Linked DNA regions of Mus musculus: region 1 is linked to region 2. Evidence: chromatin contacts called from public Micro-C data. All regions are on one chromosome and are shown on one strand. The core of a region is the stretch at or near the end of the contact, and the rest is flanking DNA. Distances in the headings are between cores, read along the strand shown.

What was found. Hi-C and Micro-C count contacts between places; a contact is called where the count stands out from the background.
Region 1: a Micro-C map of embryonic stem cells shows a contact between it and region 2, with 8 times the contacts expected there. The contact joins the promoter of Fst here to the promoter of Mcidas in region 2. A contact is called at or near these places in 1 of 39 promoter capture datasets (cranial neural crest), 4 of 484 Hi-C or Micro-C datasets (all in embryonic stem cells) and 2 of 115 datasets of contacts at active chromatin or transcription factors (astrocytes and embryonic stem cells).

Annotation. Positions count from the first base shown.
Region 1 is chr13:114,457,606-114,460,305 of GRCm38.p6, reverse strand. Fst (follistatin) reads left to right here and starts at 1,355. Exons shown (of 6, transcript NM_001301373.1): 1 at 1,355-1,804. The coding sequence starts at 1,720. All of the region lies in intron 1 of Gm41074 (a long non-coding RNA gene), which reads right to left.
Region 2 is chr13:112,992,439-112,995,246 of GRCm38.p6, reverse strand. It overlaps Mcidas (multiciliate differentiation and DNA synthesis associated cell cycle protein), which reads right to left and starts at 1,379. Exons shown (of 7, transcript NM_001037914.3): 1 at 1,259-1,379; 2 at 1,063-1,159; 3 at 799-890. The coding sequence starts at 1,375.

The DNA.
Region 1 (2,700 bases), core at 106-2,605, 1.5 Mb before region 2:
GCACGGCTGTATTTCGGGATCTATTATAGTCTGTCCAGACAGATCCCATTGTAATGGGACCTTTTATTAAAAGATTAGCACTATCTCCTGCAGTTGGTGGAAAAAAATCTGTTATCACTGAGTTATTTGCAGTTGTGGAGGGGGTAGGAGGAGGGTGATGGAAGATGGGGGTGGGAGGATGAGAGGAGGACCGGGGGGGGGGGGCGCTAGGGCTGGGGCTAGAGAAGAAGGGCGAATTTGAAATCCGTAAGAGCAAATCCCAATGACCTGGGAATGTCCAAGAATTTTGTCTGTTTTGTTCGCTGTTTGTTGTCGTTCGGGCTTCAGAAGCGAAAAGAATAGAAATTTAAAAGGCAGCTTTGAAATAAACAATATAGCCTTTTCCGTGAAGTAATCGTTTTATATAAAAGGAAATATCGCCTCCTCAGTTTCATTCAGCCGTGCCAGAAAATGTTATAAATGAGAAGACCCGCCAACTTTCGGCGAAGAATGCCAGGCATTGCACTCAATAAACTGAGGCTGCAGAAGTTCATTATCATGGTGCAATCTTTTTTTTAAATAAGAGAGAGAGAGAGAGAGAGAGAGAGGAGTCGGGACAGAAACTGGGGCGTCTCGGAGCGGGGGAGGAGGGGGGCAGACCGCCTACGTCGGCGCCCCCGCTCGGGGCTGCGACTCCAGACGCGACGAAGTGAAAGGGGAGAAAAGAAAGGGAGAGGGCGAGACTGCCGGGGGCGGCCGGCTCCGAGGTGTTAAACATTTTTGTTTGCTTCTGACTTGTGGAGCCCGAGGGCCGCGTCTCCGCAGCGCTCGGCCCGGGTGGAAGGTGCCCGGGGGTCGGGGTTCTTAGCAACCTACTCCAGGCTGGGGGGGGAGGGGGCGCGGGAGGGAGTGGGAGGCGGGGGAGCTGGCAGGGTGGCCGCAAAGTAAGACACGTAAGAGACCTCGGGACACAAAACGTCTCCGGGACCCCGCGCCAAGGCTCTGCAGGGAGGCTCCTGAAACTGCTCCCCCGGGCATTGAAGCAGCTCAGGGATCCTGCGGCGGGTTGCAGAAGTCTCATCCCGGAGCCCTGGAGCAGAGGTGCTGGGGACCCATTCCCGGGGTCCTCCGGGGTCCCCGCGCTCCGCCGGCCGCCTCCTCCAGCGCCCTCACTCACACGCGCACACGCACACACGCGCGCACACACACACTCGCACGCCACCCCGGGCGCGCCGGCTCCGAGCGGCGGCGTGCAGGACTGAAGTGGATGTTCCTCCCCACCCCCGACGCGTCGCCCCCAGCCCCCGCCCCTGCCTCCTTCCCCCCTCCCCTCCCGCTCCTACGCAAATAAGAACTCGGCGATTCCCCTCCTGCCGCTTTGATTTCGGGCACCTCCGACAGATAATTGGGAAGGGTTTCCAGAAGGTGGGAAATGTCACCTGATTCACACTGAACTTTTAAAAGCTCCCCACCCCCAAAGAGCCGGCACACCCTCGGTCGCGGCCGCCCTCCCACAGCCCCACACACTGGGAGACCGCCCACCGCAAACCTCGGAGACCCCCGTCTAGATTTAAAGCGCGGCTGCGCCCGGCTTCTGACGTCCATTGAATCGCGCGGGCGGCCGGTGGCGAGCGCGGGGCTGCGCCGGGATCGCTGCGCCCTCCGCCGCTCGCCTCTGCGACGCGCGCCGCTCGCCCGAGCCACCCGCCGCCGCGCTCCTCGCCCCGCGCCTGCCCCAGGATGGTCTGCGCCAGGCACCAGCCCGGCGGGCTCTGCCTCCTGCTGCTGCTACTCTGCCAGTTCATGGAGGACCGCAGCGCCCAGGGTGAGTGGAAGGGATGCGCCCAGAGGCTCGGCTGGGGCAGGGGTTCTACTTTTCTGCTGTCTCCACTTGGTCTGTTCTGACCTACGCTGCTCTCGGAAGATGTTGGAACCACCCGGCTACTCCTGTAGAACGGAACGGGAGGGAAAGACTGAAGGCAGTGACACTTTAGGATAGAGAGCGGAGTTTAGAGCCAGGTTACCCTCAAAAAGGAAAGGGCTTGAGTGGAGGAGCTGGAGCCTCAGTAGTTAGGGGTAGATGCTCCAAGTTCTGGTCCTAATGACTTTAGATGTTATCTCCCCTGGCTGGCTCGGGAGAAGGGCGAGCATCCGTAGCCTGGAGATTACAGTCGACCTACTAGCAATCTATCCATCTTCCTTCCATATCTTTTGGAGACTCTTTAAAAAAAAAATGACGGGGTGGGGGATGGGAGATACCGAATTTTCTTGGGTGGCCGGGGGACGTGGTTTCAGAAACTTTGCCCAAACTTGGAAATGTGGGTACTGAAATTTTTAGAGGGAGGTAGTTTTACGCTTAGCGGATGCTCCTTCTGCCTCTTTCCCCCAAGCCCCGCGAAAAAGAAGAAAGACAAACCAAATTATTAGCCCGAAGTGTTTTAAGTACTTTACAGTTTTCTCCACTTTGCCTCATTCCTGTTAACTTCTGTGAACCAAGCAGCCCACAAGCTATTTAGACTCCGACCTGGATTAAAGAGCAAATTTCTGAAGTTTATCTTCTAAAATTAAAAATGAATTGATTTTATTACAATTAGTCTCCAGGCTGGATTTCTTTTTTAAAAATAGTGGTAACCCCGCAGCTTCACGACAATTACTCTCGAGTCACTTTGGTGATTCATGAGACGTCTGCTTGCCCAAAGTCCGAACACATTAAATAGGGAC
Region 2 (2,808 bases), core at 130-2,629:
ACAAATTCAGCAGAGTTCTTCTGTAAGGGGCCTGTTCCAGTGGGCTTAATGGTCCCAGCACTTGTTGTTAGAAAACTGGAAGTACCTCTTCCTGTGGATTTATCCTTCACCTGGATAAGACTACCTGTCCTTCTGGACACTTCATGTCCCACCAAAGAAGCATCAAGCCCTTGGCTTCTAAGGCACCAGAGCTGAGAGGTGCCTCTGACTGGGATGTGTCAGCGATGGCAAGATGTGGAAATTGGATGAGTTAAGATGACATATTTAGAAGGAAGGGGAGGGGGAGTCTCTCTTCCTCAAGACGGCAAGAAACTAGAATTTTGCGGCGAGCAGAATAAGATTTTTTAAGCAGCCAGATGCCCAACGTCCATCTCTGAAGATGGACCGTTTTCCACTAGCTTGTTTACAGAGTCCTTTGTCCGTTTCCCCCAGTGACTTCCATACTTCTTTAGTACCCATGAAATACAAATGGTTCCCGAGGGCCTGGAAGTGGGTGACAAACAAGACAGTTATTCTATTCACAGCTCCTCGGCCCACCAGCTCCAAATTGCCTTGTTCATATGAATGACAAGGGGCCCTGCAGTAAATGTCAGCCAGACCGGCTCTGGAAACGAGAACTTAAGCACATACTACAAGGGAGGGGAAAATTGGGGTCTAGGAGGTTTGGCTTGCTGCACTCTGCTCAATGCACCTGTGCTCCCAGTCCATCTTGAGACCTTTGAGGAAATAAACCCATCAGTTTTCTGGTTGGGTGGTTGGGTCGATAGTTGGCTGTGATCCGCTCAAGGGAAAGAGTACCTGCGACGCGGACGAATCACCACTAGGAGACGCTTCGGTTCCGAGCAGCGAGGTGCAGTCGGCGAGGTCCTGCAGGTCTATGGTTGTGAGAGCTGCGCGGGGGAGATCGGGAGACAGGCACCCAGCGAACCCTAAGCCTCTGCCAGGTCGCCACCAGGACCCTCAGTGAGGACCTCGGAACCAGGGGGAGAAGGGGCTGCGGACCGTGTGCGCGTCACCCACCCGGCATGGATAATCGGGTTGTGCAGGTGCCTCGGGGCTCACCTGGCAGTGGGGCGGGCTCTGCGTCCGGAGGGTCCTCGTACACCGCCACCGGGCTGCCGCCACCGCATCCCGAAAAGGACTTCCACGAAGGAACGAACTGGCCAGGCACAGAAACGGGGGATGCACATGGTCAGCGTTCGGAGCGCCGGGCTGGCAGACTCTCCCAGAGCCAGGACCACAGCGGGAGGATCCCCACCTTCCTCTCCGGCTTCCCGGGCTTGCCGAGGGTCCGCCGCGACAGGTCCAGCATCCTGTTGGGGCAGATGCTGTCGAAGGCCCGGCGTCCGGCTGCGCTGCCCTCGCACGCTTGCATCCTGGGATGAAGACCCACACCCAGTGCCGCGGCACCTGTCGGTGCCTGAGGCGGGCGACGGCGCGTGGAAGGGGCAGAGAGGGAGGGCCTGGAGGACAAGGGCTGTGCGGGAGGGGCGGCTCGCGCCTGAGCGCCAGAGGTGGCGCCTTCAGCCCGGGACAATCTGCGCGCGGGCGGAGGCGTTAACCAACCTGGCAACCTGGCTTCCCCCGGGAGCTGTGAGCGCGGGGCCCGGGCCCGCGAGCGCCCTTTGGCGCCGCGGCATCTTGGCCGCGCCAGGCGAAAGGGGGCGGGGATAGGAGAGAGAGCGCAGATGCCACCACCGGTCCCTAGCCTTCCAGTTTGCGGACCGCGGGGATGAGAAAAGTTAGCAATTCTTTGATTTTCTTCTTCCCACTCTAAAGACAAAGCATACAATAAATGTGGAGTGACCGTCGCCAGACTCCCGGAATTTGCCTATCAGGTTCTAGTAGGGAAATAAAGGGTTCTCCCAGGTCAGCCTCTAGATTACAGAAACTGCCCTTAAATCTGAACAGTACTTTGGATTTTGACGTATGGATTTCATTTGATCTCTCATTCTCGCCTACTGCCAAAGCTCTGCTCTGTACTCTAGCCTTGTAACTTTCCCGGAAATGGTGGTGCCTAAGCACATCTTTTTTTAAGGATCAAGAAAAGTGACAGTACTGAAGCAGAGTACTGAAGCCAGTTTGAATCTAGCTTGAGCTGCGTGCTGGCTCATAGGCCAACCTGCGCTAAAAGTGTGTCTCAGGGAGGAAAAAAAGAAAAGGAGAGGATAGGAGAGGGGAGGGGAGGGGAGGGGAGGGGAGGGGAGGGGAGGGGAGGGGAGGGAACGAACATTTATTCCAGTATCTGAAAAACCCTACTGTGGACATTTGCAAATCCCCTAAAATTCTGGTGGCTTCGCTGACTATCTCAGCATTTGGCTGTCTTCTTTACAGCTGGCCTCTCCTCCTACACAGATCTCTTCAAGTCAATTCTCTCCCAGGAAGAAGCATCTTCCAGAATCTGAGTCTACTAGAAAAAGACATCTCTCAGAATAGAGCATCTTTGGATGAAGGGACCTTTTGGGGGACCACCCAGATCAGTCCAATGTAAACAAGCATCTGAAATAGAAATTTGTGTACCTTTCTGCTGGGCACCTTGCTCTTGCCCTATATCAAGTAATATATGTGAAAGACCTTTTGATTTGCACCCATTAGCTGAATTAAGAATCAATATATTCTTAGCAGTGGTGGATAATGGGTGAAAAGACTTAGAGACACCTATTTATAAGAACTGAGTTAAGGTGTGCATCTGAGCTGTGAGGTTGTGGGGTGTGTGTGAGAGAGAGAGAGAGAGAGAGAGAGAGAGAGAGAGAGAGAGAGAGAGAGAGACCGCTCTGGCTTCCATGTGAGAACGCACAAGTATGGAGA